7 separate regions of the Mus musculus genome follow, and regions 1, 2, 3, 4, 5 and 7 are each linked to region 6. A link is a contact called in public ChIA-PET, HiChIP or PLAC-seq and promoter capture Hi-C data. All regions are on one chromosome and are shown on one strand. The core of a region is the stretch at or near the end of the contact, and the rest is flanking DNA. Distances in the headings are between cores, read along the strand shown. Region 1 holds the start of Ndufs7 (NADH:ubiquinone oxidoreductase core subunit S7). Region 2 holds the start of Stk11 (serine/threonine kinase 11). Region 3 holds the start of Rps15 (ribosomal protein S15). Region 4 holds the start of Pwwp3a (PWWP domain containing 3A, DNA repair factor). Region 5 holds the start of Nfic (nuclear factor I/C). Region 6 holds the start of Oaz1 (ornithine decarboxylase antizyme 1). Region 7 holds the start of Dohh (deoxyhypusine hydroxylase/monooxygenase).

The links. Promoter capture Hi-C pulls out the DNA fragments that hold promoters and counts their contacts. ChIA-PET counts read pairs in DNA pulled down with a chosen protein or histone mark. HiChIP or PLAC-seq counts read pairs in DNA pulled down with a chosen protein or histone mark.
Region 1: a contact with region 6 is called in an RNA polymerase II ChIA-PET map of memory CD8 T cells, with 32 read pairs. The contact joins the promoter of Ndufs7 here to the promoter of Oaz1 in region 6. A contact is called at or near these places in 3 of 39 promoter capture datasets (liver and neural stem cells) and 1 of 115 datasets of contacts at active chromatin or transcription factors (memory CD8 T cells).
Region 2: a promoter capture Hi-C map of erythroid cells shows a contact between it and region 6, with 6 times the contacts expected there. The contact joins the promoter of Stk11 here to the promoter of Oaz1 in region 6. A contact is called at or near these places in 1 of 39 promoter capture datasets (erythroid cells), 1 of 115 datasets of contacts at active chromatin or transcription factors (pancreatic cancer cells) and 1 of 9 other capture datasets (liver).
Region 3: a contact with region 6 is called in a FOXA1 HiChIP or PLAC-seq map of pancreatic cancer cells. The contact joins the promoter of Rps15 here to the promoter of Oaz1 in region 6. A contact is called at or near these places in 1 of 39 promoter capture datasets (liver), 1 of 115 datasets of contacts at active chromatin or transcription factors (pancreatic cancer cells) and 1 of 9 other capture datasets (liver).
Region 4: a promoter capture Hi-C map of pre-B cells shows a contact between it and region 6, with 2.4 times the contacts expected there. The contact joins the promoter of Pwwp3a here to the promoter of Oaz1 in region 6. A contact is called at or near these places in 3 of 39 promoter capture datasets (liver, neutrophils and pre-B cells) and 1 of 9 other capture datasets (pancreatic islet).
Region 5: a contact with region 6 is called in an HNF4G HiChIP or PLAC-seq map of pancreatic cancer cells. The contact joins the promoter of Nfic here to the promoter of Oaz1 in region 6. A contact is called at or near these places in 6 of 39 promoter capture datasets (cranial neural crest, fetal liver, liver and 2 more) and 1 of 115 datasets of contacts at active chromatin or transcription factors (pancreatic cancer cells).
Region 7: an H3K4me3 HiChIP or PLAC-seq map of bone marrow-derived macrophages shows a contact between it and region 6, with 4 times the contacts expected there. The contact joins the promoter of Dohh here to the promoter of Oaz1 in region 6. A contact is called at or near these places in 5 of 39 promoter capture datasets (the SN4741 cell line, embryonic stem cells, erythroid cells and 2 more), 1 of 484 Hi-C or Micro-C datasets (forebrain) and 2 of 115 datasets of contacts at active chromatin or transcription factors (bone marrow-derived macrophages and embryonic stem cells).

The regions. Positions count from the first base shown.
Region 1 is chr10:80,247,656-80,251,074 of GRCm38.p6, forward strand. Ndufs7 (NADH:ubiquinone oxidoreductase core subunit S7) reads left to right here and starts at 1,794. Exons shown (of 8, transcript NM_029272.4): 1 at 1,794-1,836. The coding sequence starts at 1,821. n-TFgaa3 (a tRNA gene) reads right to left here and starts at 1,381; the gene lies at 1,309-1,381. n-TNgtt7 (a tRNA gene) reads left to right here and starts at 1,504; the gene lies at 1,504-1,577.
Region 2 is chr10:80,114,134-80,117,533 of GRCm38.p6, forward strand. It overlaps Stk11 (serine/threonine kinase 11), which reads left to right and starts at 1,662. Exons shown (of 10, transcript NM_011492.5): 1 at 1,662-2,774. The coding sequence starts at 2,485.
Region 3 is chr10:80,291,039-80,294,055 of GRCm38.p6, forward strand. Rps15 (ribosomal protein S15) reads left to right here and starts at 1,393. Exons shown (of 4, transcript NM_009091.2): 1 at 1,393-1,445; 2 at 1,737-1,822; 3 at 2,604-2,838; 4 at 2,929-3,017. The coding sequence starts at 1,443.
Region 4 is chr10:80,224,717-80,227,921 of GRCm38.p6, forward strand. Pwwp3a (PWWP domain containing 3A, DNA repair factor) reads left to right here and starts at 1,882. Exons shown (of 14, transcript NM_023431.5): 1 at 1,882-1,988.
Region 5 is chr10:81,425,841-81,429,310 of GRCm38.p6, forward strand. It overlaps Nfic (nuclear factor I/C), which reads right to left and starts at 1,333. Exons shown (of 10, transcript NM_008688.3): 1 at 1,236-1,333. The coding sequence starts at 1,265.
Region 6 is chr10:80,825,101-80,828,217 of GRCm38.p6, forward strand. Oaz1 (ornithine decarboxylase antizyme 1) reads left to right here and starts at 1,556. Exons shown (of 5, transcript NM_008753.4): 1 at 1,556-1,805. The coding sequence starts at 1,660.
Region 7 is chr10:81,382,603-81,385,796 of GRCm38.p6, forward strand. Dohh (deoxyhypusine hydroxylase/monooxygenase) reads left to right here and starts at 1,832. Exons shown (of 5, transcript NM_133964.3): 1 at 1,832-1,976; 2 at 3,117-3,194. The coding sequence starts at 3,172. Gm48551 (predicted gene, 48551) reads left to right here and starts at 1,832. Exons shown (of 6, transcript NR_168929.1): 1 at 1,832-1,976; 2 at 3,117-3,194.

The DNA of each region.
Region 1 (3,419 bases), core at 544-3,043, 580 kb before region 6:
CGAACAAACAAAAACCTAAAAGTTTATTTTTCTCTAGTCCATAGTTCTCTCCAGCCATACCCAGCCTTGTAAAACACACACACACACACACACACACACCCCAAAATAAATAAATCACTGAACAAGTGGAAATTAGTGGAAGAGAGTGCTACATGTATATGATTCTATTCAGTTTACAAATGGGGAAAATGAGACTCCTGCCCAGGCGTTACTGACTTTCTACCAAATGACAGCCACCTCCCATCCCTTAATGCCAAGCCAAGCGCTCTGGAAATAAGAGGCAGGGATAATGTGTGTGTGCGTGCTCATGTGTGTGTGTGTCTGCGAGTGTGTGTGCTCATGCAAATGTGCAGCATGAGCCATTGGTACCCATGCCTGGGACAACTTTCGGACTCCAGTTCTCTCCTGCCACCTTGTGGGATCTAGAGATCTAACTCAGGTCTAGCAGCAGTCAACTGCTTTTATCCACTGAACCAGTTCAGACCTTTATCATTCTCATTATCATGGTTGGCCTTGAGTTTGCTGTCTAGCCAAGGACTCCTAACTCTCCTGCCTCAACCTCCCCAGGGCTGGAATGACAGGCACGCCACACATGCCTTGTTTATGTGGTGCCGAGGTGGAACCAGGGTCTTCTGCGTGATAGGAGAGAGTGCTCACTAACCACCTACATTTATTCATTTTACTTTATTATTTTATGTGTGGGTGTTTTGACTGCATGCATGCCTGGTGCCTGGAGAGATCAAAAGAGCCATCAGAGACCCATGAATTGGAGTTTTAGAAGGTTATGGGATGCTGGGAATTGAATTCCCATTCTTTTGAAAGAGGAACCAATGCTCTGCTGAGCCATTTTAAAAAAATGTTACCTTTGGGAGGCAGAGGCAGGTGAATTTCTGAGTTCAAGGCCAGCCTGGTTTACAGAGTGAGTTCCAGGACAGCCAGGACTATACAGAGAAACCCTGTCTCGAAAAACCAAAAAAGAAAAAAAAAAAAAAGTTACTTAACAACATCATTACCAACAACAATAATAATTTTGGCTTTTTGAGAGGAAGAACTTGTCCTCGTACACATCCTCCTGCTTCTCTGGGGTGCTAGTCTGACAGGTGTGTAAACAATTCACCCCGATACTTTTACATTTCATAGTCAGTAATGGCTTTAGACCTATTAATTGGAAGAATGCAGGACTGATTGCTAATATGTAAATAGAACGTAAAAGTTCAACATTGGATTGGACTAATTCAAGACTGTGGTTCAAAACGAATCAAAAATCTCAAAAACGGAAGACAGGTTCATCAATGAGTTAAAAACACTTGCCGAAACCCGGGATCGAACCAGGGACCTTTAGATCTTCAGTCTAACGCTCTCCCAACTGAGCTATTTCGGCGACGCGCTGTTTGTCGGTAACACCCTCCCTCCGCCCCGTGCCATTGCTTTAGCGCGCAAGCGCACTTCACAATTTGTCTGTCAAACCTTGTAGGGTTATACTATAAGCAGCTGACTAATGTCGTCTCTGTGGCGCAATCGGTTAGCGCGTTCGGCTGTTAACCGAAAGGTTGGTGGTTCGAGCCCACCCAGGGACGACCACAGCGACTTTTTCATTCCCTAATACTGAATAAAGTGGAAGTTCTTTATTTTGTCGCTGTTTCCTGTTTGTCACAGGACGACCGTGGCGCACTCTGCGCGGACGCGACCACAGGTATAAAGCGGGTCAGAACCACTCGGCTTGTGGTGCGGGTTTCCGCTGGTGTCTATTTGGGCGTTGGACTAGAACCGGAACTCTTTGGAGGACGGACCGCAGAGGTTGTCTGAAGGCCGAGGCCAAGATGGCGGCGCTGGCGGGTGAGTGAAGCCCTTGCGGTCGGGAGAGTGGCGTAGTCCTGGGCTCCGAGCTGGCGCTGCGGGGACCTTGGAGCCCAAGCCTAGTGTTGAGAGGCGTTGGGACCGTAGAGACCTATAGGTCAGATCCCAGCCCTCGGTAATGTCGGTGTCTAGCATTAGGCCGAAGCATGTTTGAATTCACGTTACACAGTTCTGCATGGTCTACATAGCAAGTTGCAGGCCTCCTGCTATCGTCCCTGATTATAGTCGGGAACGCTGAGGCCTGTGTATCTTCCAACCTCAGGAAGCTGACTGCAGAAACCCGGCTGATGTCCCCGAAGCACAGAGTGGGACAGGGGAGAGGCCCAGGACACTTAGGCCACCCACCCGGTGGCTCTTTCCATCTCATCCCCAACCTGGACAGCTAGCAAGGGCCTCTAGAGCAGATGTCTTAGTTTCCCTGCCAAAGCTTTGGTGTCTTTCTCTTTATGTACAGGGATTAAACACCTGTGCAGTTTGGTAGACGTGAGCGACAGTTGCTAAGTGGAACCTCCCATCGCCTAGCAGGTTGCAGTGTTAACATAAGGAGTGGGAGAACTCAGGAAGTCGGGTCTAACTCCTTCTGTGTTTTGTTGTTGCTTTGAGACAGTGTCTGATGGGTCCTAGCTCAAACTCTATACTGTGGGTGATCTTGAAGGCTTCATCCGAATGCCTTCACTGCTAATGCTGGGATGGCAGGTGTGCACAGTCAAGCCCATTTATACAGCACCAGGGATGGAACTAAGAGCTTGGTGCATGCCAGGCAGGGACTCTGCCAACACAACTCCAGCCCCAAATGCCTGCTTTGGAGACAGGATCTCATGTATAAGAGGCTGACTTTGAACTCCTGATCCTCCAGGCTCTGACCCCAAATACTAGGATGACAGACTTACTACTATACCCAACATTATTTTTTCTTTTAAAGATAGGGTCTTCCTGTGTGGCCTAGAGTCATATCAAACTCATGTTCCTGCTACAGTCTCTCATTGCTGGGGTTACAGACCCCACCACTGTACCCAGCCCAGCTGTGATGTAGCCCCCTTGAAGAGTGGAGGGCTTGGTGATTCGTGGTGTTGACTGCTGGCGCCTGAATTCACTCAGGCTCAGCTGTGATCTTGCTGGTGACAGTTAATAGACCTTACTGTGGTCCTATTTGAAGGAGAAACTAACACCTTAGAGACAACAAGGAGGATGTTTGCTGTAAGGCATTGTACTGTACAGCTGTGATCCCATCCCTTGGGACGCTGAGGCAGGATGAGCCTAGCCTGGGCTATACTGGATCCCTGCTTCAAAAGAAGGGCACTAAGATTTCTGGGAGTTCCAGGCCGGCCATGGATACATAGTAATACCATTTTAAAAGGCAGGAAGAGGAGGAGGCCTGGAGATGTGGTCCAGTGTTAAAACATTCACTGAATGTGTTCAGGGCCCCACATTTCATTCCCAGCATGACAGCACAGAAATCTGGTCTGAGCCAGACTTGTGCTTCATGCAGTCCTAGCTGCTCAGAAGGCTCTCCTGAGGTCAGAGTTCAGAAGCAGCTTAGGCAACACAAAGAGACCCTATGC
Region 2 (3,400 bases), core at 412-2,911, 710 kb before region 6:
CTGACCCAGAGTTCTCACCAGAGTGATAACTCTTCCCGTCAGAGAATTCAGGGTAATGTCTTGGGGACATGAGAGGCTGTCACACTGGGGGAGCTCAGGTACAGATCGGGTAGAAACAGAATGTTGTCTATTGCCCCTGACTCTTTCTGGATCTGTCCTTGGAGTCTGTCAGGGGAAGGGTGGAGGTGGAGGAGGAGACTTCCTTATCACTGCCATAGTTTAAGGCAATGTCAGAGCAATGAAATGGAGGTGAAACTCCAGAGTCTCCCTGTGTGATGTGGGTGCTGGCCAGCAAACCTGTGTGCTCAGGAGAGCAGCCAGTGCTCTTCACCCCTGACCTGTCCCTCCATCCAGCCTGACTCTGTTTGTCTAGTCTGTGTTTTCCCTGGATTTCTGTCTTCACGTCTGTTTCTCTGATCTTTTTTCTTAATTTATGTGCTTGCATAAGTCAGTTCTCTCCTCCTTTTAAGTCCTGAAGGCTGAACACATGTAGAGCAAGCACTTTTCCCACCTTTCCTGGAGTCTAGGTCTCTCCCTCCCCCAGGACTCTCCTGGCAGTACACCCCGCCCCCTAGTGGCCTCGGAGGGAACCATAGACTCACGGATCTATGGACCTTGTAACCGGCCTGTGCGTAAACTTGTGTGTAGAGGGAGTCAGGCAGGGTGAGCACTCGTCCCTCAATCATACTCCAACCCTTATTTTTTATTCGTGCAGTTAAAAAAGGGCACAGATAAAAATAATTAGATTAACCACCCAAAAACACTGCAGCAGGTGAGTTGAGGCCAGCGGCGACGTCTTACCCAGCCACCTTTTTTGATAACTGTTATTTAAAATTCTGTGTTGTGTGTGTGCGCGCGCGCGCCTACCACGGAGTCCCTAGGTTCAGAGACAGCCTGAGGGAGGCATTTCACTCTAGCCACCTTGTGAACTTACGGGGATCGAACTCATGAAGTCAGATTTGACGTCAATCGCCCGCAACCTCTGAGCCATCTCACCAGCCCAGCTGCTCTTATTTTGCACAGGAAACGCTCCTCTCTATGCCATGGATCTCAGAGGCGCTACATTAAGGCTTCAGGTTCGGGAGTGTCGACTTTGGGCTACTTTTTGACCTTTGACCCCTCCCCCAAGGCCGTTAAGAGCAAGCCTGGGCTGGATCTCTTTAGGGATCCACGAGCCTCTCTCTCCACCCTCCCCCATGCCTCCAGTCGCGGCCGTTCCCCGGAGGACGTTGACGCGCGTGAACTCTAACCGGAGGCCCGAAACTCCGAGGTCACCACAGCCAGCCCAGAGGTTTCGCTGGCCCGTCGCGCTTGCTGACGGGCGTCTGCGACAGCCACTGGCAAATAAAGTCCCGCCCCCACACACCAGGGCCAACCACTGAGGGGCGGGGCTTGAAGCCACAGCCCACGGCCGCTCCCTTACAGTCGCTTGCTTACTCCCATTGACGGGCGTCTCAGACAACCAATGAGAATTTAGATCACGCCTTCTCAGATGGAACCCGAACTGTCCAATGTCAGCTCGGGCGCCCACCTAGATCCAAATAGCCCAATCCTCGTTGGCGATTGAGGCGGGTCCGAAAGGTGGGGCCTAAAGCTACAGCCAACTGCCGCGCACGTCGGCTCCGCGAGGGGGCGTGTCCACCGTTGCGACGTGCGACGACGGCGCGGCGCAGGGCGGTAAACAAGATGGCGGCGGCGTGTCGGTCTAGGAAAGGGGAGGCGGCTCACGGCGTCCGCGAGTGAGGCGCGAGTCGCCGAGGGCGGCGCCGGCGTGGAGTTGTCTCTCGCGGGCAGCATCTTTCTGCCTGGAGTTCGATTCCCCCCTCGCCGCTCCGGCCTCCTGCCTGTCGCGCGGCGGCTAGGCGGCGAGGGGGACGCGCCGCCTGGGGTGGTTTTTTTCCCCCCTCGGTCCCCGGAAGATTTCCTGTCCGGATTTCGTGTCCGCGACTTGCGGGTGTCCCGGTGTCCCGCGTCCGGGTGGAGTCTGCGCCCCGAGAAGTCGTAGAACTAAGGGGCCGCGCGCGGCTTCGGCGCGGGCCGGACATGGACGGCGCGGACCGGCCTCGACGCGGCCGCCTGGGCCCCTGAGCGCGGGGCCCAAGTGGCGAACATGACCTAGCGGCCCGCGCGCCGCGACGGCGGACCGTCGCCTCCGTCGGAAGCAGCGTCCCCGGGGACCCGAATTGGGGGGACGCGAGGGTTGGGGGGGCTCATTGCTTTTTTTTTTTTCATTCTTATTTTCATTTTTTTTCTCCCTGAGCACCTAGAAGAAAAGGGGAAAATCAAAAGTGAAGAATTGGCGCCCAGGAAGCGGACGTGGACCCGGTTGTGGGGACCGGGAGAGTTGTGGAGGTCGTTCCTGTTTTTCCCCGTTCCTTTTTTCCCCTTCTTGGAACATTTGGAAGAAGCGGGTGGGGGGGGGGGAATTCGAACTTGAAAAGAATTGGCGCTCCCGAAGGGGACGAGGACAAAGAGTGGGCCAGGATGGACGTGGCGGACCCCGAGCCGTTGGGCCTTTTCTCCGAGGGCGAGCTGATGTCGGTGGGCATGGACACCTTCATCCACCGCATCGACTCCACCGAGGTAATCTACCAGCCGCGCCGCAAACGCGCCAAGCTCATCGGCAAGTACCTGATGGGGGACCTGCTCGGGGAGGGCTCGTACGGCAAGGTGAAGGAGGTGCTGGACTCCGAGACCTTATGCCGCAGGGCGGTCAAGATCCTCAAGAAGAAAAAGCTGCGCAGGATCCCCAATGGAGAGGCCAACGTCAAGAAGTAGGTGCCAAGGGCCTGGGGCCGACGCGGGCGCTGCCTTGAGCTCCTTGGGCAGCCCTTCCTCCTACTTTCTGGCTCTTCTCTTTCCTCTAACCGTTTTCTCTTCTCATTTCCTTCCTCCTTTTTCATCTCTTTCCTTTTACTGCCTTATCTACCCCATCTATCCCTGAGCGTCACCTCGTGGGGTCTGTATGTTAGGGCAGCCTGCAGGACTGTCCTAGCAGGAGGTCGTGCAGCCAACTGCGCCTCCAGCCCCCCTCTTTGGGCCAGGTCCTGGCGCAAGTCGCGCCTGGCTTCTTTGGCGGGCGTTGCCAGGCGGGTGGCTAGTTTGTTTACGCAGCTAGAGGGAACCGGTGGGGCCAAAAATAATGGTGAAGGGGGTGGGGGGGGTAGCCGGCCAGTGCTTGCGCAGGTCCCTGCGGTGTCGTGCGCGTAGTTGGCGTCGTTGGCCCGTGGGGACTCTTTATCGCCTGCTAGGCTTGGCGGAACTTGGAAAACTTCACCTACCGGCTTCCAAGAAGGGGCCTTATCTTTGGGACCAGCACTGGCCACACTCTGCCTAACTGACCTTGCCTCTGGTCCTGTCCCAGGAAAGGCTGGCAGCTTCTTGTTTTTGCCAGCTGGGC
Region 3 (3,017 bases), core at 143-2,642, 530 kb before region 6:
CGCCACCATGCCCGGCTTGGTTTTTTCACATGATGTTTCTCTATGCAGCCCTGGCTGTCCTGGCCACTACTGTCCTACCTCTCCTCTCTCTTTAAAGACAGGGATGGTCTTTCTATGCATCCCTGGCTGGCCTGGAATTCACAGACCGCTCTGCCTTCTGTGTGCTACACGTGCCTCTGCTGGACTTTGCTACTTCGTGGGCTTCTTTTTCTTCCATCCTTCTCCACCTTTTTCCTCCTAGCCTTCCAACCCCCAACACTAGATAAGAGAGAAAATGTTGGAGCTGGGCGTGGTGGTGCACACCTTTAATCCCAGCATTTGGGAGGCAGAGGCAGGCGGATTTCTGAGTTCAAGGCCAGCCTGGTCTACAGATTGAGTTCCAGGACAGCCAGGGCTACACAGAGAAACCCTGTCTTGAAAAACAAAACAAAACAAAACAAAAATAGAAAATGCGGCTTCCTTTCCAACATTCATTCATATTCTCTCTCTCTCTCTCTCTCTCTCTCTCTCTCTCTGGTTTTTCGTTTTTTGAGATAGGGTTTCTCTGTGTAGCCCAAGAGCTGGGATTAAAGACAAAGACTTGCCGGGCGTGGTGGCACACGCCTTTAATCCCAGCACTTGGGAGGCAGAGGCAGGTGGATTTCTGAGTTAGAGGCCAGCCTGGTCTACAAAGTGAGTTCCAGGACAGCCAGGGCTATACAGAGAAACCCTGTCTCGAAAAAACAAAACAAAAAAAAGACAAAGACTTGTGCCATCACACCTGGCTTCTATTTTATTATAAAACGAAACACTCACTGGGTCAGGGAGTCTAAAGCCAAGTCCCAGGATGGTGGAAAGAGAGCACTGATCTCTCCAAGTTGTCTTCTAATTAACCACTCACTTTTGAGGTGGTAGGCTCACACATCCCACAAGAAAAGCAGACAGCCTGGAGGTGGTAGCTCACGCCTTTAATCCCAGCACTTGGGATTAGCCTCTGGCCAGCCTGTTCTACAGAGCGAGTTTCAGGACAGCCAGGCCTACACAGAGTCCCTGTCTTGAACCTCCGTCTCCCCCAAAAATGTATGTATATATTTTGCTATTAGGAATCATAATTGTAAATATCTGATATGCAGGATATCTGATATGCCACCTCCAAAGAGGCTGTGACCCACGGGTTGAGAATCACTGCTTGAGACCTTGTACATGAGAGAGGCAGAAACACAGAGACAGAGAAGACAAAGAAAACCAGGGACAGAGAGACAGACACACTAACAAAAACCCCAAAGGGAGCCACGCCCCTCCGGAGGGTAGCGGCGCTTTTGCTCTGGCCTCCGGACAGCGGGGGGCAATGGCGAGTATCCGCAGAGCGGAAGCTGTTGAGCGGTGGAGGCGGGCCCTCCCGGCAGAGCTCGCGATAACTGCGCAAGCGCAGCCCGTACTTCCTTTTCCGAGTAACCGCCAAGATGGTGAGTATTCGTGCACGGCGGTCTGTGCTCCCGGGTATCCGTCGCCATCCTCCCGGGGCCCTTTCGCAAGACTCTGGACTCGCTGCCTGGGGATGTAGCGATGTGCTCGGGTGCCCGGAGACTGCGGATGGCGGGTGCGGAAGGGCCCGGATGGCTGCGGGCGGCCGCGGGGCTGTGTGTCCCCTCGCCCGTCCGCCGTAGCTTAGAGGAGCGCGGCTCGCGCAGCTCAGGTCCCTGGGCTCCCGGGTAAGGTTGCCGAGCCCCTGCTAACCCCGACTCGCGCTCACGCAGGCCGAAGTGGAGCAGAAGAAGAAGCGCACCTTCCGCAAGTTCACCTACCGTGGCGTAGACCTCGACCAACTGCTCGACATGTCCTAGTAAGAGGCCCCGTCACCTTAGTCCCGCCGGGTCGCTGGCCCGTTTGTACATTTTCCTTTTCTGTGGGTGGTGCTGGAAATAGAGCCAGAACCTTTGCACATGTCACATGGGAGAGGCAAGGAAGGGTCTCGAGTGCCGGGCAATGGTGGCGCACGACTTAATCCCAGCACTTGGGAGGCAGAGGCAGGGGAATTCTGAGTTCGAGGCCAGCCTGGTCTGCAGAGCGAGTTCCAGGACAGCCAGGGCTACACAGAGAAACTCTTGAGTCGGAAAAAAAAAAAGGGACCCGTGTAGCCCAGGCTCTCCTCGAACTCCTGATCCTCTCAACCTCCCTAATGTTTGGGTCACCATCACGGTGCAGAGCATCAAACTCGGGGCGTCCTAGCCTCCTAGGCAAGCGCTCTAGATTGTGACCTCAACTCGGCCCCTGCTACAGTTGTGCAGTGTTCGACAGTCTTATGTAGACAGAACTACCTTGCCTCAGTCTCCCGCTGACTGGGCTCACAGGCCTCCCTGTGACCTTGGGGAAAATCAACCACGGATAGGTAATTTGTCTGGGTGGGCTGTCAAAGGAAAAGGTTTGATCTCGGCTTACGTCACTGCCTGTGGAAGCTGGTGGATTCATTTTAGAGGGTTGTGCCCTGAAGGTTGACGGCAGTGCTATGGAGGACTTGTCTTTAGTGAGCTCCCGGCATGTTCCTTTCTGGGTGTGAAAGAAATGGAGCAGTGCTGGCGCAGCATGCTGTCCCCGGGTCTCCAAACCACCCCCTTCTCCCACAGTGAGCAACTGATGCAGCTGTACAGCGCCCGCCAGAGGAGGCGCCTGAACCGTGGTCTTCGGCGGAAGCAACACTCACTGCTCAAGCGCTTGAGAAAGGCCAAAAAGGAGGCACCACCCATGGAGAAGCCTGAGGTGGTGAAGACGCACCTGAGGGACATGATCATCCTGCCGGAGATGGTGGGTAGCATGGTGGGCGTGTACAACGGCAAGACCTTCAACCAGGTGGAGATCAAAGTGAGTTGTGGTCCGGGAGTGGCTGGGTGGGTGGCTTTTCTCTGTGCCAAAGCTGCTCACACCACTCTGCTTCCTCCTCTCAACCTGCAGCCAGAGATGATCGGCCACTACCTGGGCGAGTTCTCCATCACCTACAAACCCGTGAAGCACGGCCGGCCCGGGATCGGTGCCACCCACTC
Region 4 (3,205 bases), core at 632-3,131, 600 kb before region 6:
ACTGTGTCCCTGCTCAAGTTTTACAGTTTAGCCCTGATGTAGGATATTCAGTGCATAATGGACAGGACAGTCACTTGTCATGGAATCTCAGAGGACCCCCAACAGGAAAAGACATGGGAAAATGCACTAGCAATGGGGGTCAAGGCCTCTGTTCCTGGGTGCCCGACCCTGGCACATCTGTTCACTGAAGCTGAGGAAGAAGAGAGTTCATAGTGAGTGGGTTAAACAGGGACCAAGTTAACTGGTTCATGGGTAAGTGAGTTAGTAATGAATGGATCAACTGGCAAGTTGGTTAAACCATGAAGAGGTTACTAAATGGATGGGTTGATTAGTAAACGGCTAAACTGATGAATGGGTTGGTTAACTGGTGACTGGGTTTAACTAATTCCTTACATTACCATCTTTTGCTCACTGCTTCTGCTTCAATTGTGAACCTATAGAACCAACCTTGCTGAGAGACCTGGCCATCCCATGCATCCCACGGACACGCTCACACCACCCACTCACCCACATCCCCTCCACCACGCATAACCTCCAAGCTTATGCAGACCAGTAATGCTTGGTGGTGACAATGTGACAATCCTCACTTCAAGAGAATTACCTGAGAATCAGTGGCCTAGAACACACACACACTGCCCACTTTGGCCAGTGCTGTCAGGAGACCCTAGTACTGCCATCTAAGCTTCTGGGCCTGGGATTCCTGACCCCATGTCACTTGTGGCACAAGCCACCATCCTAATGACACCCAGGGTGCAGGCCCGTCATCTCACCTCTGTGGCCAACAACAACACTTGTTCTCCATCTGTAATAAGCACAGTAGAAAAACACTTAGGTTGGAGAGATGGCTCTTCCAGAGGATGGAGGTTCAAATCCCAGCACCCACGTGGCCCCTCACAACTTCCTGTAGTACTCCAAGATCTGATGGCTTCACACAGACATGCATGCAGGCAAACGCCAATGCGCATGAAATGGGAATAAGTAAACCATTTTAAAAAGGAAAAACAGTCATGAGAGACCAGGTCAGTGACATTGCTCAGGTGAGCAGCCTAACTGCCTTAGTTAAGAATTTGAGTGTGAACCTCACCTGCAGTGGTGGCACACGCCTTTAATCCCAGCATTTGGCAGGCAGAGGCAGGTAGAGTTTGAGGCCAGCCTGGTCTCTACAAAGTGAGTACCAGGACAGCCACAGCTATACAGAAAGATCCTGTCTCAAAAAAACAAAAACAAAAACATTTGTCGGCAGCCAAACTGGAAACTTCCAGTTCTAGAAAAGTCCATGGATACAGGTCCTGGATGCAGCCCCCCTCCCTCCCAGTCGCTGACTATGCTTGGGGACCTAGGTATGAGGCCATCTCACATTCTATTTTCCACTTCAGGACTTGGGCATCCTCACTGGATGGCTTTTTTTTTTTCCCACATAGGTGGGATAACTTCCTTCTGGGGTGGGAATCGGGTTACTTCGGAAGCTGGAAGGTACTAGAAGTCTGTGAGGAGCTCGTGAGGCCTTCGCCTTCCCAACCCCCCTCTGTCTTCGCATAGCTGCTCGCAGGCGGAAATCTGTCTGGAAAAAGGGCCCACTTTCCGTCTCAGGAACCATTGCAGGATGTAGGAAAACTGGGGCGTGGACTACGGGCTGAGGCGTGGTCTAGGGAGGCCGCCGCCGTCTGTGGGAGGGGCCATGATGTGAGCTCCATCTTCTTATTGGCCAGCAGCGGGGGGTGGGACTTGGAGCGGGCCTCCCGGTCTACCCTGCCTCGGGCCCAGGGGGAGCCCTCGCCGCGCACTCCACAAGTTGGGCAGGAGGGAAGGCGGTGGAGGGCGTGACCGATGGGCTGAGGCGTGGCCCGCAGGAGGTGGCGCGCTCTTGGGGGGCGGGGTCGAGGCGCAGGTACGCAGTTCCCATTGGGCGGCGGCGCGGGCGGGACTCGGCGCCGCTGTGAGGCAGGCCCCGCCCCTAGCCCGCGGGGATCTGCGCGGCGGCGGAGGCGGTGAGCGCGCGGGCTTGCGGCGGCGGTTGGCGGGCGGGCTTCCGCCGTTGGGACCGCCGCGGCCTGGTCGCTCAGGCTCGGACGCCGCGTCAGGCGGGCTGGGTGGGTGAGCCCGCTGCGGCCTGGGGAGGGCCGGGCGGGGTGCAGGCGGAGAGCCTGGGGAAGGGCGGCGGCTGGGCTGGACCAGCTGGGCCGCGTCCGGTTCTGCGCAGGGCCCACGTGCGGCCGAGGCCCCTGGGGGGCTGAGAACCTCGTTTCCTGGTGCAAACCCTGTGTTTCTGACCTAAGTCCCCTTCTCTGCAGCCTGAGCCCCATCCCTGCCGAGAGCCTCGTATTTCCGGCCTGATCCCTATCTTCTGCAGCCTGAACCCCGTATTTCCGGCCTTATATCTCTCTTCTGCAACCTGAGCCCCGAGTTTCCTACCTTATACCCCTTTTTTGCAGCCTGAACCCGTGTCCTTGCTAAGACCCCGAGTTTCCTGCTGGAGGCCCCTTATTGACCGGATACCTCGACCTCTGCAGTATCAACCCAACATTACACACATACACACACACACCCCGTGCCGCCTGAATCGTGAATTTACTGCTTGGTACCCTGTCTCAGCAGCCTGAATTTATGTCCTTGCTGAAAATTCTGGATTTCTTGCCTTATTTCTTCCCTTTGACCCCCTCTCTGCAGTCTAAGCCCCCAATTTGCTGCTCGAACCTTATCCCTGTTGTGAACTCTGAGTTTCATGTCAGAATCGCAGTCTCCGCGCCCAAACTCCCTCTAGCCTGACCTCCCATTCATTGCTGTAAACCCTATATTTCCTGCTGAACTCAAGTTTCTGCAGCTTGAATCTCAGTTCCTCTGTGAACCCCATCTTTGTTTCCCTACTGCAAACCCCACCTCTTTTACCTGACTCCTACCTGAACCTCTTTCTTTGCTATGGACATATTTGCTGCCCAAACCCCAGTCCTTGTTACCTGAGCCTCATCTTTTGTTGTCTGAGTTCCCATAACGCTGCAGAGCCCTTGTTATCTCCTGAAACCCCACCCTGCTTTAATGAACTCCCATCCTTGCTGGGAACCCTGTTCCCCCAACTCTGCTGCCTGTAATCCCTCTGGAAAACCTTTCCTGCTTCTACGATCCCTTCTACTACATAAACCCTTGTTTCTGCTGGTAGTTCCCTTGTTCCTGCCGTCCTTCCTGCTGCTTTGGTCCCCCTTCCCCCATC
Region 5 (3,470 bases), core at 83-2,582, 600 kb after region 6:
ATCCTGTCCCTGAGATGGGCTACCTGGGTCTTCCCTGGCAAAAACAACCATGGCCCTCACAAAGTTCTCCTCAGGACATCAGACAACTGCAATTCCCAGAACCAACACAGTCTGGAGACCACTATGTCTCACTCTCTTTCAGGGGAAACTGAGGCAGACACAGCAAAAAAAAAAAAAAAAAAATCACAAGAGGCTGTGGAGTTGGAAAAGACAGGCTTATGATTCCAGGGGGCAGACACAGCTGGGGGGCTCCTTGAAGGGGGGTCCCCTGGAGGGATGGATGCACCCCTCCCCACTCTCCCTCAGATGCTGGAACCCAGCCAGAGGGGCACAGCAGGGCAGGTGCTGGATTGGCCACCTAGTACGCAGTGTCCGCCAGTCCCCTGCCGCCGCCGCGGCCTCCTCCTCCTCCTCCTCCTCCTCCTCCTCCTCCTCCTCCTCCTCCTCCTCCTCCTCCTCCTCCAGCCCTGGCCTCTGCTCCTCCCGCCAGCCGCCTGGCAGCGCCTGCTCGGCTCAATAATTCAAGAATCAATGCGGAGCTGGGGGGGAGCTGAGCCAGGGAAGGGGGGGGACCCGCGATGGACACCCGCAAGACTGCCCCTCCCCCCGCGCGCCAACTTCGCGCGCCCCTCCCCCTTCGCGCGCACACGTGGGCCTGAAATGGAGGGGGACACTGCCAGCTGGAGGGGGGGGCGGCCACCTGGGAAACCAAGAACTCGCGAACAAATAGTCTAGGGGTCCCTTTACCGCACAGCTAGGGAGACCTACAGTGCAGCAGGGAACCCCAAGATCAGTCCTACGGGCGGGTGGGGAGCGTTCTACGTGCGGGTGGGGTGCTTCCTGCGGACACCTACTCTCTTCTCCATCTGGAGGGGACCCAGACTTCCTGGGTGCAAAGGGTGAGGGCTGTGGGGAGGACGCCAGCCCCCCCCCCCATCCAGCCAAGACGAGAGAGAGTTCCAAAAACAGCCGATTTAGATCAAAGTGGGGGCCCAGAAAATGGGGTTCCAAGTGTGCAATCAAGCTTAACGAGGATGGAATCCCCAATCTCAAGAGTTGCCCGCACCCCAGGTCCATGCCAGGAACACCCTGGCCTGGAAGAGGGTGGGTAGAGAGGACGCGCGCGCTTTTTTTTTCCCACCCCCGCTGCGGAGGGGAGGTTCCAGACTGCAAGAATGCGGTTCCAGGTGGAGCCGGGGTGCGGGCCGGGGCCAGGCCGGGAGCGGGGTGCGTACCTGGGTCAGGCAGAGCGGGGAGGAATACATCCCGGGGCGCTGGCACCGGAGGCGCAGAGGCCGAGCGGCCGCCGAACTTACTGAGTCATTTTTGCAGCCGCCCTCCCGCTCCTCCCTCCGCCGTCCTCCCCGCCCCGCGCCGCCTCTCGCCCGCCCCCGCTCCCTCCCTGCCGCCCGCATCCAACTTTCAAAGAAATCGCCGACAGCAAACAAGCAAGCAAACAAACAAACAAACTATGTCTCTACACGCGGACCCCCTAGTCCCCTCCCTCTAGAGCTATCCATTTGTAGAGGAGGACACAGCGATCAGGTCCACGAGATGGGGCTGAGCCCTTAGCTGCCCCCCACATCCCACCTGAGTCCCTGCAGCAGCCTGCCTCTGCCCCCAACTGTACCCCAAACTCCATCTGTCCCCTCACCTGTGCCCTCAAAGTGGCCACTGCCAGTAGGGTAGAGGGGGACCAGTGTGGGAGGCTTTCCCTTAAAAAGCCAATAAGTGGTCTAGCAGCAGGTATGGGGTCCCTGGGAAGGGTGCGGTGCAGGACTCAAGGCCAGGCCAGGCTCTGACACTACTGTGTGATAAAGAGCAGAGTGGGGTGATCCAGGCCAACCAGGTCCCCAAGTTTAGATCAGTGTCCAGGCTGCCCATTTCATATTTGGGGAATCTGAGGCACAGGGAAATCTCACTCCAACTAACTTCATTTTTCTTCTCTTTTCTTCCCTTCCTTCCTTTCTTTTAATTATTACTATTTTTGAGCCAGAGTCTCATGTTGCCCAGGTTGGCCTTGAACTCACTATGTAGCTAAAGATGACCTTGAACTCTGGATCCTCCTACTTCAGCCTCCTGGGAAGACAGGTATGCTGGGCCTTGCCCAGCTGGAGATCACCTTTCTGAAGGCAGCGTCTGAAGAAGCCTGCACACCCCCACCCCGGCCACCAGTGTCCACTCACAAGTCTAGGCCTTTTTCAATTATTTCTCTCCCAGGGACCCAAGGACATGGGATGTGAGGGCTGGGGGGAGAGTGTGCTACAGAGCAGTAAGATGCTTTAATCCGTTATCACTGTAATTCCAGTGAAGCCAAGGCCCAGAGAAGGAAACCACTGGTTGGGGTGTCGGGTCCCAGGTGCCTGCCTGGCACACCGGCCACCTGGTCCATACCCCAGGAGATGCCTGTGAGTGACACTATTAGGAGTACCCACGGATACTGACCAAACCACCTGTCAGATTGGATGCGCGCCCTTGGGATGTCCAGGACACCAGGGCCCACACCTGTCATCCCAGCAGGGATGAAGAGGCAGGAGTGTCAGAAGCCAAAGGCCAGCCTGGGCTACATGAGCCCATACTGATCACCTCCCTATATTAGGGACAGCACACAGCAGGTTCAATGCATGCATAGTGTGCATGTGTGGCTCTGTCCCAGCCAATAAACATCATTCTCCCTGAACCTCAGTTTCCCCGTGGGTGTCTAATGTTCTGGGTTGTGGAGATGCAAGCAGACACCAGCACCGAGGTGACCATGTGCCAAGGGTGCATCGGGAGGCTCAGGAGGACACTAGACTTGTACCTCAGCTGCATATGACCCATTTGTTAAAAAAATAAAAAGTCAGGGTGCTGGAGAGACAGCTCAGCAGTTACAGTCCCAGCTGCTCTAGCAGAGGAACCCAGTTTCGGTTCCCAGCACCACCCACATGGCAGCTCACAACGGTCGTGGGACCCCGACACCCCCACATGTGGGGCACACAGATATAAATAACAAAATAAACAGAAATAAATCTAAATATACAAATTAAAGCCAGGCATGGTGGTGCATGACTTTAACCCCAGTGCTCAGGGGGCAGAGGCAGGTGGATCTCTGTGGTCAAACCTAGTCTACAGAGAGAGATGCTATCTAAAAATAAAGGCATCTTGCTGTTGTTATTCTTACCACAGTTGCCTCTGGAACTGTCCCTAACACAACTGCACTAAGGGAGAGACATGGCCACCAACACAAACTTCCACCAACTGGGTCCAGCACAGGGCAACCCAGCCCCAAGCCTCAGCCAGGGACAACCTAAAATCATATACAGCCAGGAAAAAAGGGGGGCGACCTGGGGCTGTCTCCAAGGTCCATCCAGGCAGGGTCCCCAGGCAGGAATTGCTGTCACTAACCCAGCAGGGTTTGGGACAAGGTGTCTCTGACACTGGTTTCCAACTGCTACACAATGGCAGTGACAACTCACAACTGTCCCCAGGGC
Region 6 (3,117 bases), core at 306-2,805:
GGAACTTCCAGCAATCCTCCTGCCTCAGCTAGGTTGAGTGGCTTTTATCACAACCATAGATAGATTTTTACTGAATTCTGATCTTTGTATCACACTGTAGTTTGCTCACAAAAAAAGAGAATTAGAGGGGGCTGGAGAGATGGCTCAGAGATTAAGAGTACTGACTGCTCTTCCAAAGGTCCTGAGTTCAATTTCCAGCAACCACGTGGTGGCTCACAACCATCTATAATGGGATCTCACACCCTCTTCTGGTCTGTGTCTGAAGACCAGAAACAACAACAGTGTACTCATATAAATAAAATAAGTAAATCTTGAGAGAGAGAGAGAGAGAGAGAGAGAGAGAGAGAGAGAGAGAGAGAGAGAGAGAGAGAGAGAGAGAGAGAGAGAGAGAAAGAGCAGGGTGTGGTGCCACAGGCCTTTAATCCCAACACTCAGCTGGCAGAGTCAGGCAGATCTCTGAGTTTGAGGGTAGCTTAGTTTATAGAGTAAGTTCCAGGACATCCAGGGCTACACAGAAAAGCCCTGTCTCAAAAACAAAACATACAAAACAAAACAAAACAACAACAACAAAAAACCCATAAAGAGAAAAAGAATACGAAATTCTTTAAGAATAAATTGTAAGCAGGGCAGTGATGGCGCACGCCTTTGATCCCAGCACTTGGGAGGCAGAGGCAGGCAAACAGAGAAACCCTGTCTCAAAAAACAAAAATCAAAATACAACAACAAAAAAGCGGCGGCGGCGGGGGAGGGGGGGTTGGGATGAAGGAAACCTTCAAGCTGAGTCTATGAGAAAAGTTGTTTAAATTCCAATTTGACATAAAATACTTCTCTAGATTGGGATACTTAACTTTTGACAGATTTTCTTTTAAATAGCAAGTTGCTTTTAAAACAAAGAGTCCCAATCTATTACCCATTATTACAAGGTCATTAGAATAATTTTGCCGCGTGGGGGATGGGCACCAAGCAAACCGCCTAGGTCAGCCTCAGGTACCCTTGACAGTTATGTCCTGACAGTCTTCCCGGAGCGGGGCGTCCCATGAGTGGGACCATAATGGTTAAGATGGAAAGGATGACAGATGACAAAACTGAAGGGCCACAGGTACTAGAGGAGGCGCAGAGTCCTAGCCTTGAGGCCTGGGCTAGATGGGGGTTTACGTCCTGGAGGCGACTACAGAAGCCCCGCCTCCGCCTCACGTCATAAAGCCTCGAGGGCGGGCTTGTCAGAACTCCAACCAATCCTCAAAGGGGCCAATACGTCCGTTTTTCTACATTGACCGATCAGAGCCTTGTAGGGGCGGGACGCGTCTGGCTTTTCTGTCTTCCCTCCCACAGAGTGACGCAAACACGCGGGGCCGGGATTCTCCTATCGCCAACTAATCATCAACGGAAACCTTCTGTCTGTCTTTTTACTCTCGCCAATCAGAAGCCGGAGTAGGTGGGACGCATTTGGTTTTTCCTTGGGCTGCCACTGTGGCCCCACCCCGTTCCTCCGTCGCCTCACACTGCTGCGTTTACGCCTGCGTGTGGGGGCGTGGCCTGCCGTGACGACGCATATAAAAGTGGGCGTCGGCGCCGGCGCCATTTTGCGAACGGCGAGCAGCGGCGGCGGCGCGGGAAGTGCAGCGGAGGTTTTTGCTGGTTTCGGACCCCAGCGGCCGGATGGTGAAATCCTCCCTGCAGCGGATCCTCAACAGCCACTGCTTCGCCAGAGAGAAGGAAGGGGACAAACGCAGCGCCACGCTTCACGCCAGCCGCACCATGCCGCTTCTTAGTCAGCACAGCCGCGGCGGCTGCAGCAGCGAGAGGTGAGAGCCCTGCCCCCGCCGCCGCGAACCTTCCAGAAACAGCGTCCGCGTAGGCCCCAGAGGGCAGCGCAGGACGCGCAGGCCCGGAGCGGGGTCGGCCTCCGGCGCCAGATAAGTCTCGGCAGCGCGAGATCCGCCCCTTTGTGGCGGCCACAATCGCGCAGGGGGCGGGGCGGGGCGGGGCGGGGCCTGTGGAGCGGGTCGCGGACTCGGATTTGGGATTCGAGTGGAATTAGGGAGTCTCAGGTTGAGGAATAGGGTTTGGTTTGATTGGAGGACCGGGAACATTTCGCGAAAATGTAGGATTCGATTTTGGGTTCGAATCGGATTCGGGGGTTGTGAGTTGAGCCTAAGATTTGGGGAGGGATCTGAGAAGAGATTGGAGACTCGAATTTGGGGTCTGCCTCTCGGATATGTGAGCTAGTTCTAATGTCAGGTGGCGAAGTGTTTGTGGTTACCTGTAGGGCGTTTGGGTAATAAATCGTATGCTATGTAGAGGTGGGGCTCGTCCCGGTGTTTGGAGTTCTTTGCAGAATACTGGGATTTTGGGTGCTGTTGGGGAGGAATCCTATTATATTCTTGGGTACATGTTGAGGACTCATTTCTTGGTGGGAGAGTATGGGATCAGATTTGGGGTGTTGAGAAAGAAGCTTGTGTCGGTTTAGGAAGTCACAGGTGGGGAAGCTGGGATGAGGTTTAGGTTGGATTTAGTGATTGCGTGTTGAGGGCTCTAATACTTTGGAGGGATTTGGGTCAGAATTAGGACCTTGGAAGTGGTCAGGCTTGGGGGCTCACAGAGCTATGTTGGAGGACATGGAGGTGGTGTGGTGTGGTGAGTATGATGTGAGGTGACCTTAATCCCTGGTCCACTTGGCAGTTAAAAGTCTGCAGTGGGTGGGATGGAGGGTATCACTTGAAGGGTTCAGAATGGGGACTGGTTTGGGAAGGGCGTCGATATAGGTGGTAGGAACTTTGGATATAGGCTGTGCAGACACCTATAGAGTGGCAGTAGGGAAGAGAGGAGACTTGGGGTTGTCTGACTCTAGAGCATGAGTAGTTAGTGAGGTAGAACTTTGGGGTCACTGGTAGCTGCTGACCAGAGGGTAGGAAGGAGCGAGTGACCTGGTGTGAAGGGAGGATTGGCAGCATGGAGTGGGATGGGCCACAGTGCTGAGATGACACTGCCTGTGAGGCCTGTCTTGCTACAAAAGGGGCAGAGTCACACAGGTGAGGGGCAGTGACTCGGGTTGACTGTTGTCAATGGCTCTTGAGTGGGAAGCCCGGGCACTTAATTATTGCCGCTGCTGCCACC
Region 7 (3,194 bases), core at 582-3,081, 560 kb after region 6:
GCTGGTCACAAAAACAAACATCTAGAGAGGAAATCCAACCAAGAAATCAAAAAGTGACTCTGGGCCCAACCGTGTCAGCTCCATTGTGGGTTTCCTCCCATGTTGCTTGCCCATGGAGGACTGCTTAGCAAAGAGCCGCATCACAGAGCAGACGTGATTTTTCTCTTGTATTTTAAGGCAGGTGTTCACTATGTAGCGCTGGATGGAACTTGCTGTGTAGATCTGGCCTCAAACTCACAGAGCTCCACCTGCCTCTGCCTTCTGAGTGCTGGGATTTAAAGATGTAAGCTCAGTTATAAAATGTTTTAAACATTCATTCCCAGTCTAATATTCATTTTACTTTGAATTTTTGGCATGTAAATTGTGTATTTTTAGCGTATGTACTGACATTTGCATTTTCCACATTTATATCCATGCATCATACAAGCCCATATAATAACAGGCTTCCTGGTAGCATTCTGAAAAATAGTGTATTTTTGTCTTAATTTTATTTTTACTTTAAAAATTGTTATTACCATAAATTAAATTTACATAATTATGTAATAACGGACTTCATGGAGGCTGGAGACATGCTTGGTGGTTGAGTGTACTGACTGCTCTTCCGGAGGACCCAGGTTCAGTTCTCAGCACCCACATGGTGACTCACAACTCTGACTCCAGTTCCAGAGGATCTGTCGCCCTAACATAGACACACATCCAGGCAAAACACCAATGTACATAAATCATTAAAAAAGTAATGAGGAAGCCAGGCGTGGTGGCACAGGCCTTTAATCCCAGCACTCGAGAGGCAGAGGCAGGCGGATTTCTGAGTTTGAGGCCAGCCTGGTCTACAAAGTGAGTTGCAGGACAGCCAGGGCTATACAGAGAAACCCTGTCTCAAAAAAAAAAAAAAAAAAAAAAGTAATGAGGAGGCTGGAGAGATCAGTGGTTAAGAGTACCGACTGCTCTTCCAGAGGTTCTGAGTTCAATTCCCAGCAACCACATGGTGACTCACAACCGGTGTACTTATATATTATAAGTACATCTTTAAAAATAAATAAATAAATCTTTAAACCAAAAAAGTAATGAACTTCATGACATTTACACACACACACATATATACATTTGTTTTGTTTTTTCGAGACAGGGTTTCTCTGTATAGTCCTGGCTGTCCTGGAGCTCACTTTGTAGACCAGGCTGGCCTTGAACTCAAAAATCCGCCTGCCTCTGCCTCCCGAGTGCTGGGATTAAAGGTGTGCGCCACCACGCCCGGCTTTTTTTTTTTTTTTCTCCCCGAGACAGGGTTTCTCTGTGTAGCCCTGGCTGTCCTGGAACTCACTCTGTAGACCAGGCTGGCCTCGAACTCAGAAATCCACCTGCCTCTGCCTCCTGAGTGCTGGGATTAAAGGCGTGCGCCACCAACGCCCGGCATATTTAAAAATTTAAACTTCGACTTTATGGTCATGTCACTGCCGTATATCCTGTTGATCCCCAGAATCGAACTCATTCTCAAATTGACTGCAAGTGCCCTCACTGCTGAGATTGCTCGTAACGCCTATTTTATCTCCCATTTCTTTTCCTCTGTTTTGGTCCCAGAGACCATTGGCCGCGCCCTGTAGAACATAGCCACGCCCACTATACACTGCGCATGCGCTATGCACGGCCGGCCCGGTTGTGCTGTGAATGGGATCAAACCATTTTCTTTTCTCTATGGGAGAGACGGTCGGAAACTCTTCTTCCGGAGGAAGACCGGAAGTTGCTTCTCCGGCTCTTAGGACAGTCCTGGGGCGTCGCTGCCGCATCGTTCCGGGTGTGGTCACCCCTAGTCGCGACGATGGTTCCGCCCAGCATGGTCACGTGGCCATCAAGATGGCGGCGTCCAGAGGACGTCGCGCGAGATGCGTCCGCGGACCTGTTCTTGGAGCTGTCGCAGCGACTCTCTCCATCTGTCCCGAGTATACGGAGCTTATTGACGAGTCCCTGTAGACGAAAACACGGTGAGCAGTGCCAGAAGTGCCCCCCCTTCGGGGGACTTCCGCTTTGAGGTACTCGCTGCTCCCGGGAGCGCTGGGATTTCCCTTGAGGGGGTCCTACGGGGAATTGGACCCTTTTCCTTCAGTATTTGACGTCACACAGGATATCATGTAGCCCAGGCTAGCCTCCAACCCACTGTGTGGCTACGAATGGCCTCCTCCTACCCCGTGCTTAGCTGACAGGTTGGCCGCCTATGCGGGGCTCACGTGCAGGCCGGCCCGCGCTTGACCTCTCAGCTTAAGTATTTGGAAACAGGATCTCCTGGGACCGGTTATCTTCCTGCTTCAGCCTCTGCCCAGCCTGGAGCCTTTTTGAATTAAGCGGGAGGCCCCATACCTCGAATGGGCACTCTTGGACCCACGAGATCCTTGGTCTCCCCTGTTGTTGCTCGGGGTAAATCGGGATGTGGGTCTCACTGCCACACAGCTGCTGCCAGCTCCCGTAGACCTGCTTCATGTGTGTTGATGAATTCCATTTTCAAGGTGTGACTGTAGGCTGATGGGCATCACTGGTGAGGCAGCCATACCTGCCTCATTAAACTCGGGGACGCTGGGTGACATCAGAGCCCAGAAGGCCTTCCAGCTTGCCACAGCCTGCTAGTCCAGTTTGTTATGTATGCATCTGCTGTATGTCTAATGGCTGACAGGGGCCGGTCCTCTTATACTGGACGATGTCTGTTTCCGTGTTAATTCATCCGTGAAAGAAAACACCTGTGTGGGAGTGTTGTCCTGCATCTATGGGGCCATGCAGAGGGTACAAGTTGTGCAAAGGCAGGAGCAGGGAGAAGTCCGGAGGGAGGAGGGGACGGATAAAGTGTATCCCACAGGGCTACATGAGAACCTCCAGTAAGGTGGTGTGGGAGGCAGGGGTGAGATCCATTTTGCAACTGACAGTTTCTAGATCCCTCATCTAAGCTATCCTGAAAAAGTCTGGCCAGGTGGTGGTGGCGCATGCCTTTAATCCCAGCACTTGGATGGATGTGGAGAAAGTTCTGTGGCCTGGAGCTCAGGGGTCCTCCTGCCTCAGCATCCCGGGGCTGGAATGGCAGATATGCAGGTGTGTGCCCTAGCTTGAGATTTCCCCTTCTCCTTTTTCTACCGTAGGTTTCTACTGCCTAGAATCCGGCCTTGCAGATCACGTGCTGGGGAGGCCGTTGCCATGGTAACGGAGCAAGAGATAGA